Regions from separate parts of the Mus musculus genome. Here all the other regions are linked to region 3. The links are chromatin contacts, called in public HiChIP or PLAC-seq maps. All regions are on one chromosome and are shown on one strand. Each heading gives the region's core, a stretch centred on a gene start, on an enhancer-like site or on the middle of the called end of the contact. The rest is flanking DNA. Distances are from core to core; before and after follow the strand shown. Region 1 has its middle 99 kb from the start of Nnt. Region 2 has its middle 80 kb from the start of Nnt. Region 3 holds the start of Mrps30 (mitochondrial ribosomal protein S30).

Region 1 (2,700 bases), core at 15-2,514, 920 kb after region 3:
ATTACATACCGAACTTGTTACTTGTAACTGTAACTTACTAACCTCTAATCAACCTCACCTAATCCCTTCCACTCTTTTACTTGAGCACCCACAGCCTACAAGTCACTGTCCTCTCAACATCTGTGACATCAACTTGTTTAGTATTTCTGGTTCTGAGCCTGGCTTATTTTATTTAACATAATGACTTCTAATTCCACTCACATAGTCACAAATAAAAGAATTTCATCCTTTGCATGATGGACTAGTATTCTATTATGTATATTTTCATACATTTTCTTTATCCATTTATCTGTTGACAGACAAATTGTTTCCTCTTCTTCACTGTCTTTAATTGTACTGAAATAAATATAGAAATGTGGATGTTTTGCTGACATGTTGATTTCATTTCTTTTGAGTATGAATAACCTGGGGTGGTATTTCTTAATCAGACGGTAATTCTATTTTTAAATTTTTGGGGAAACTGTTGCACAATGACTATACTAATTTATATTCATTCCAGCAGTATGCAGGGTTCCAATTTCATGCACTAAAATGTTCCTTTTTGATATGGTGTCTTAGTCACTGTTCTACTGCTGTGAAGAGACACCATCACTACAGAAACTGTTATAAAAGAAAGCATTTAATTGGGGACTTGCTTTCAGTTTCAGAGGTTTAGTACATTTTCATCATGGTGGGAAGAAGAGTAACATAAAGAGAGGTGCTGAAGCAGTAGCTGAAAATGCTGTCTCCTGATCCATGGGAGTGGTCTGTTGAAACCTCAAAGCCTACCCCTAATGACACACCCGCTCCGACAAGGCCAGCCACACCTCCTAATCTATCAAAGAGTTCTACTTCTGGTGATTAATCATTCAAATATATGAGCCTACGGGGGCCATTCTTATACAAACCACCACATACGTAATAATTCTGGGAGCTTAATATTTACAAATTGCATTGTAAAGTTATCACTTAGAGAACAAGCTAGTAGTGTAGACACTCTATCCATTGGAAGTCTCGTGACAACTAAAACAATTCAGAATTAACAATATAAATGATAGCCAATGATGCAGTGCCCATACATGCACAAATAATGCTGAATAAGCTGGACCAGTCTATGTAGGGAGAATAGCAACATTATAAAGAAAATACTGTCACTTTCCCCATTGTACTGCATGGAAACCAAGTCTGAAAAGTTTAGGTCTCCCTGGTGTGTGAATCATACAACTAAGATTGCAGGGATTAAAATAAGAATTCTGCATTTCATATCATAGGAACCTTTCTCTTTCTCTTCCTCTTTCTTCTCTTCCTTATTTTGTGAGACTGCTGAAAAAGTAATCGACCACGGAGCCACACCCCCATCCCAGAATCTTTTCTATTAGCCATGATTTTCTCTCAATAGTCTTGCTTAGAGATCTGTATCATAATTGCTATATAAAATTTTCATATTATAAAATAATGAAAATACAAACGTACCTCTGTCAAAACTATATCTCAAAATTTTTATGTTTATGAACTTTCAGCCAAGAGCCTGGCCAATTACAGGGATGAAAATGGAGAGGAGCCTGGGGAAAAGAAGGCCCAGCGACAGGCCCAACGTGGGACCCAGCTCAAGGGGAGGTCCCAAGGCCTGACACTATTACTGAGGATATGGAGTGCTCACAAAAAAGGATCTATCATGACTGCCCTCCGAAAGACCCAACAAGCAGCTGAAAGAGTCAGATGCATTTATTTGCCCCCAACCAATGGACAGAAGCAGCTGACCCCAGTTGTTGAGTTAGGGAAGGTTGAAAGAAGCTGAGGAGAAGGGCGATCCAGCAGGAGGACCAGCAGTCTCAATTAATCTCGACCCTGACATCTCTCAAACACTGGAAGATCAAACAGACAGCATACACCAGCTGATATACCCGCCCCCAACACACATTCAGTAGAGGACCTCCGGGTCTGTGTTCATTCAGAGATGATGCACCTAACCCTCAAGAGACTGGAAACCCCAGGGAGTTTAGAGGTCAGGTGAGGTGGGGGAGGGGCATCCACGTGGAGACGGGGAGGGGGAGAAAGTATGGGATGTGGAGCAGTCAGAGGGTGAATGGGGGACGGGGAATGGAATATGGAATGTTAAAAAAATGGTTTTTTAAAAAAGAAGAAAATATAGAGGGAATACTTAAAATACAGCATGGGCAAGAACTTTGCGAATAGGCCTTGTGCAGCATAATAAATAACTGCCAGAAATGAGAAATAATATTGTATGAAGTTAAGAAGGAAGCACTTTCCCAGCAAAGGAAGCAATCATCAGAGCTGTGGGGTATGAATAAGAATGGCCCCTATATAAATAAGAAGTCTCCTATATTTGAATGCTTAGGGTGCGGCACTATTTGTAAAGTATTAAGGGGTACGGCCATGTTGGAGTTAAGTGTGGCCTTGTCAGATTTAGTGTAGCCTTGCTGGAGGAAAAGTGTCACTGGAGGCAAACACTCAGACACATAGAAGAAAAATAAATATTCTTATAAAATAAGAAAAATTTGAAAATGTTTTTAACATCTATGCCATCGGGGACATGCAAATTGCTTTGAGATTCCATCCCAGTTAAAATAGTTATCACTGAGAAAATAAGTGATAACAACAAGGGAGGGAAAGGAGGTGAGGAATGAGTATCCCTTGGTAACTGCTATGGGATGTGAATTCATGTATCTATTATGGAAATCACTACAGCAGTTCATCAAG
Region 2 (2,700 bases), core at 190-2,689, 940 kb after region 3:
GTTATTGTTCAAGGAGGTCCCAAAATAACATAGCTATTCTCATTGCTCTTGGTTGGTCTCGATTAACTAAATGATAAGACCCAACTGCTGAACACACCACACACTTTGTTTGCAGGATATCGAAAATCAATCAGAAACTGACCAAGAGTCTCTTTTCCTGCTGTCGAACTTGCATAGTGGGGGAAGGTGCTATGCAGGCTGCTGGGTAGAAAAGACATCCGTGGCCTTACTCAGCACGGTTGTCATCCATGCTAGATAAGCAATCTACCAACCTACCCGTATCCCTAGTCCCAGCTTCTAGTGTGAAATGCAGCTCACTACATTTCTTTCAAAAAATGACACATCAAGGGTCCCTTTGACATCCCCATCCCCATTTTTAATCCACAAGAACTATGATGGTTTGTCTTCTGTTCTATCTCCCTGTCTCATGCAATATGGAAAAGCCTATAAAGACTTATCTACAGCCACCTCATTCTCTCAAGCTGGATTCAATGACAAGGTCCCTTTCCTGCTGTGTCATTTCCAAGCAGACTACCTACCATGTTATGAACCTGTATTCTCCTTGCAGTCTGCTCTAATGCCATTGAGCAGTATGGTATGGAAAGATTGAGTTATGACAGCTTTAAATGTGTTTATCTTTGTCTCGACTTACTTTATTTCTGGAGCAGGAGGGATATTATTACAGAGGAGCAAAAGGCATATGCCTAATAGTGGAGCCATGGCATTTACAGAAATTACCAAGCACTGATAATTTTAAGGGAAATGTGATTTGATTTTATTTTCTATCTGCCACAGAGTAAAAGAAGTTTGTGGTATACTTTGCCCTAGCTTCTCCAGTGAAAATTGCAATTAGTAACATACAGAGGAATTGCTTTTTAAAAACCATTTCATGAGTAATGCGTCAGTACAGAAATGTTGGCCGGCCTAGAAATGCTAACTTGTGTTCTTAAAACAAGAAGAATTATCAGTAGAGTGGCATTTTGACCTTTCTGTCTTTGTTTCGTGTGCGCTCCAACTACAAATTAATGATCCTTCCCAAAATTTGGCTGTAGATGTAATACCAAAGCATTGCTGATAAATGACTTGAAATTAGATGATAAGGCACTTTTTAATCTTCATAGGACAAAGGGAAAAAACCCTTCCCAAACCAGTTCAACATCTCACTAAATTTCCTAAAATACAAATTTCTGATGTAATTCCGTTCCTCTCACCAGATAAATTAAATAGGTCTTCCTTAAAATGTCTTTACATAAAACATTTGGGTGAACCTCAGGCTAAATTATTTGAACAGGGTGTCTAATATTTTCCTTGTGTGAATAGTACTAGTAACGGTCTTACATGAAGGCCATTAAATTTTTCACCCTAAATATAAATGGAAGTAACAGGAATTTTTTTCAAAATATTTTGAGTGTATCATGCCCTCGGCTTTGCATAGTTTCACTACCCCAATCCAAACTGAATTAGCCATGATAAAACTCCTGTATTTAAACCAAAGAACAGAGGGAAGACGTCAGAGAATGAAAAGGGGGAAAAATACAACTCAAACTGTACTCAATCTACCCTGACAGTCACTTGCTTTCTGTGTGTCCCCAGAAGAAAGTCATGGACAAGGAAAGACCTTAATGTAAAATCAAATTTCTATCTTTAGGGGAAATTCATGACTCAGAAGAGGAAGTAAGTTCAGTTGTATGAGAATAAAGCCATATCCTGGCACATCTGAGTTCGTGAACTATGAGGGAGTTAAAAATCTTCAGCAAAAAGCTAGATTGGAATAGCTGATCCAGGAAACTCTACAGGTCAAGCCAAGCCAGTAGGTGTCGGAGGGAGGATCGCACAGCATGAAACCCAGAGTGGTGGACAGTCTGCTCTTAAAGATGAAGTGCTCTTGGGGTTCAGGTTTTTTGTGTATAAGGCAAAATGGTAGCAGCTGGGGGAGGTGCGATGGGTCAGTGAAGGAAGGTACATGCTGCCAAGACTGACATCTTGAATCCGATTCTGCGAAGAGAAGCATCTCCTGTAAGTTGTCATAACCTCCACACACATGTACACATACACACAATGTTCAAAACAATAAGAAAAGGGTTTTCTATATTTTATTAGAGATATTTTTTTTTCCAGAAGTCACCATGTAAATGAAATTTAGTATCAACCTGATCCGGATTGAAGTCCTGTGGCCAATTTTCATGATAGGATTCACTTAAAGCCCAAAAGGTGGAAAAGATGACAAAGTAGTTATTAACCAGCAGCTATTCTTACTGTTATCTATTTGAGGAGAAGACAAACGGAGTCTTTCTATCCAGAATCAAAAAGAAAAATAAGACAAACCGCCAGAAAATGGGTCCTGAACAAAAGTGAATGTGAGACAGAAGCAAATGTAAGTCTCCTTCTGTCCTGTTTTGGCTTCCTTTCTGGTGCTGAGATAAAACACTCTGACCAAAAGAAGCTCAGAGGAGAAAAGGTTTACTTGACTTATACTTCTAGGTCACTGCCCATTATTGAGAGAATTTGGGGCAAACACTTAAGGTAGGACCCCGGAGGCAAAAGCCATGAAGGAGCTTGCTGGCTGGCTGGCTAGCTCGCTCACAGGCTTATGCTTAGCTAGTGTTCTTCTACAACCCTGCCTGCAGATGCCACCTCCTGGAGTGGGCCATCCCTCCGTCATCAATTAATAGCCAAGACAACCTCCCACAACCATACTCA
Region 3 (2,700 bases), core at 163-2,662:
GACACTATAAGATTCAGTTTAGAACACATCTACAGCCATGATAGAATTAATTCAATAATTACTAAGACACCTTCTGGGTTATAGACATAAACGGATTACAAACACATTATCAGCTGGGGTGTAACTCAAAGACAGAGAGTATTCTAGTCCCTGAGTTCAACCTTCTGTACTACCACCCCATCAAAACCAAACAAAAACATACATTCTTTTTCACGTCCACACTGAACGAAAATTTCTGTTTACTGGGACCAAATCTTGACCCCTCAACCTACCAGATGTTGGGCCTGAAGGCAGCAACACTTACCGTGTGTCTTTTTCACTCTTCATTTATAAAATGAATCCATGATATGTACTCTGTTATTATGAGGATTAAGTAGGTGGCATTTAGAACATTTGGGAAAGGGATCGACACACAGTAGTAAATGCTAAGAAAATGTTAGTAACGCTGATAATATCTTATTTACCTTTCGACATTCTAGGGCCAAACAGTATTACAGTAATTCTCATCTTGATATTAAGGCAAAGTAAGAGAGGTTGATGTTTTACCCATGGTCACCCAGCTTTCGTGTGAAGCAGTCAAAAGACAACCGTCTCTTAGAAACTTTTGGCTGCTCAGACACAAAACCTGATCAAAGCATGGAAACGTGATGAGCTTCGGGTGAGACTAAACTTTAACAAGTAGTCCTTAGGAGGGCAGGCCGCCTGAAACTTGGTCCGTAAGTCCTAACTCAGTGAGTGCTACTGAACCTGCAGGAAAGCTTGGCCGACGGCGTCCCCACTTCCCCCGTTCAGGGTGGGAGTTCCAAGCTCACCGAGAGCGGCAGTGCTCAGGACAGGGTTGAGTGGAGCGAGCAGGTTCACGAGCGTCCTCACTACCTGGTCCAGGATGGAGGAGGCGAGGGCCTGGCGACGATCGAAGAGGGAGCGGGGCCGGCGGCGCCGCACGTAGACCTGCTCCTGCAAGATGCAGTCGCACACGGCGGCGCGCAGGGCGGCGAGGTCGAGCGAGGGCGGCGGCGGCGACAGCGCCGGGGCGGGCGGCAGGCCCGAGACAAACACGGTCTTGGTGAAGCTCTGGTACCAGCGGTCGGCGTTCAAGGCGGAGATCTGCGGATGCACCACGTACTTCTTGAACTGCATCTTGGTGAGAATCCGTATCTTCTCGTCCACCGAGGGGGCCGCGTGCACCGTCGCCTGCCAGCGCTGCACCCGCCGCTGCCGCGCCGCTTTGCTGTCGGCGGTCATGGAAGCCACGATCGGCGGGTACCGCGCGACGGGCGTCGCCACGACCTCCAGGTCTCTCACCTCCGGGGCCGTAGCGGACGCCTTAGCAGCGGCATTCTGGGACAATCCCCGGCCGCGGGGCACCAGCTTCCAATACCTGGCCGCCGCCATTTTCGCCCGCCGCGACCCGGAACTTGAGGTCAACTGGCAGGAATTGTTCCTCTTCGCTTGCCGTAGGGACCAATCGCTTCTTGGAGGCGGGTGCTCTGAGTGTCTGTGGTGCGTTGTGTCATCCAGTTTGCAACCAATCAGTATGCTCCTTGAAGTTTGTTGTATTCTTTTTGAGTATTTGTCTGCGATAAAAATTCGCTTACCCCAGATATTTTCCCACCGGTTATGCTCTGAAGAATGAAACAATTAAAGTCCTTGCTCGTAGGATGTTTTAGGAACTCGCACTTTTTTTCACACGCAAACATTCAGAAATATCCTCCAGCCGGGCGGTGGTGGCGCACGCCTTTAATCCCAGCATTTGGGAGGCAGAGGCAGGTGTATTTCTGAGTTCGAGACCAGGCTGGTCTACAGAGTGAGTTCCAGGACAGCCAGGGCTATACAGAGAAACCCTGTCTCCAAAACAAAACAAAACAAACAAACAAACAAAGAAATATCTTCCAAAGAGAAACTTAAAATCCATACAGTTCTGACGTCATTTGTGTACCTCATATAGTCTGTTACCCTCCATCACCTTTAGAACTAGAATTTTATGAAATACAACATGTCTTTACTTATTCTTGCTAATTATAAAAATTATATCAGCATCACTTACCTGTGAACGCGACTAAACTTTAGGAAAACTATTTCATACATTCTTCAGTGCTAATGAGGTAATATAATTTATTTTGAAACGGGGAAATGTGTTTTTAGTTGAATATACAAGACGTCGGGGAATACATGAAATAAATCATACTAAGCAATTTGTTTGAATTTTGCTGTGTATTAAACTCTTTACTAGTTTGAAATGAACTGATTCTTTACAATAAACTTAATAAAGAAGCTATTACTTTATTTTTCAGCCTAATATGATTCAAATCTTTTCAGTTGCATGCAAGGAAGCAGACATAAAGCCAAAAGCTACCCACTGTCTTAGGGGCAGAGGTGGTACTAGGTCCCAGGTTGTCTGCTACTCAAGCTGTTTCATTTAATGGATATTTATGAGTGCGCCCTATGTGTTACGGTGCTAAATGTCTTCTTACTTAGTGAGCCAAAGAGACCTTGCATTCTTTTTGTTTTGTTTTGTTTTGTTTGTTTTTCGAGACAGGGTTTCTCTGTATAGCCCTGGCTATCCTGGAATTCACTCTGTAGACCAGGCTGGCCTCGAACTCAGAAATACACCTGCCTCTGCCTCCCAAGGGCTGGGATTAAAGGCGTGCACCACCACGCCCGGCTGAGACCTTGCATTCTTAACAGGAAGGAAAATCG

Evidence for each region. HiChIP or PLAC-seq counts read pairs in DNA pulled down with a chosen protein or histone mark.
Region 1: an H3K4me3 HiChIP or PLAC-seq map of bone marrow-derived macrophages shows a contact between it and region 3, with 5 times the contacts expected there. The contact joins the enhancer-like site here to the promoter of Mrps30 in region 3. A contact is called at or near these places in 4 of 39 promoter capture datasets (3T3-L1-derived adipocytes, embryonic stem cells, hippocampal neurons and 1 more), 2 of 484 Hi-C or Micro-C datasets (bone marrow-derived macrophages and cardiomyocytes), 10 of 115 datasets of contacts at active chromatin or transcription factors (acute myeloid leukemia, bone marrow-derived macrophages, embryonic hindbrain and 5 more) and 1 of 9 other capture datasets (macrophages).
Region 2: an H3K4me3 HiChIP or PLAC-seq map of bone marrow-derived macrophages shows a contact between it and region 3, with 6 times the contacts expected there. The contact joins the enhancer-like site here to the promoter of Mrps30 in region 3. A contact is called at or near these places in 12 of 39 promoter capture datasets (the 3T3-L1 cell line, 3T3-L1-derived adipocytes, the SN4741 cell line and 7 more), 7 of 484 Hi-C or Micro-C datasets (bone marrow-derived macrophages, embryonic stem cells, hemogenic endothelial cells and 1 more), 23 of 115 datasets of contacts at active chromatin or transcription factors (the SCID.adh cell line, acute myeloid leukemia, bone marrow-derived dendritic cells and 11 more) and 3 of 9 other capture datasets (adipose tissue, embryonic stem cells and macrophages).

Annotation. Positions count from the first base shown.
Region 1 is chr13:119,308,952-119,311,651 of GRCm38.p6, forward strand. No RefSeq gene overlaps it. Among named protein-coding and RNA genes, the nearest start is that of Nnt, 99 kb to the right of the region's middle. Within about 2 kb of position 1,265, at least 10 of the 459 cell types and tissues checked have an H3K27ac peak or open chromatin away from gene starts, as enhancers often do. A contact at or near this core is called in bone marrow-derived macrophages, where this site is marked.
Region 2 is chr13:119,327,987-119,330,686 of GRCm38.p6, forward strand. No RefSeq gene overlaps it. Among named protein-coding and RNA genes, the nearest start is that of Nnt, 80 kb to the right of the region's middle. Within about 2 kb of position 1,440, at least 8 of the 459 cell types and tissues checked have an H3K27ac peak or open chromatin away from gene starts, as enhancers often do. A contact at or near this core is called in bone marrow-derived macrophages, where this site is marked.
Region 3 is chr13:118,385,840-118,388,539 of GRCm38.p6, forward strand. It overlaps Mrps30 (mitochondrial ribosomal protein S30), which reads right to left and starts at 1,413. Exons shown (of 5, transcript NM_021556.3): 1 at 813-1,413. The coding sequence starts at 1,395.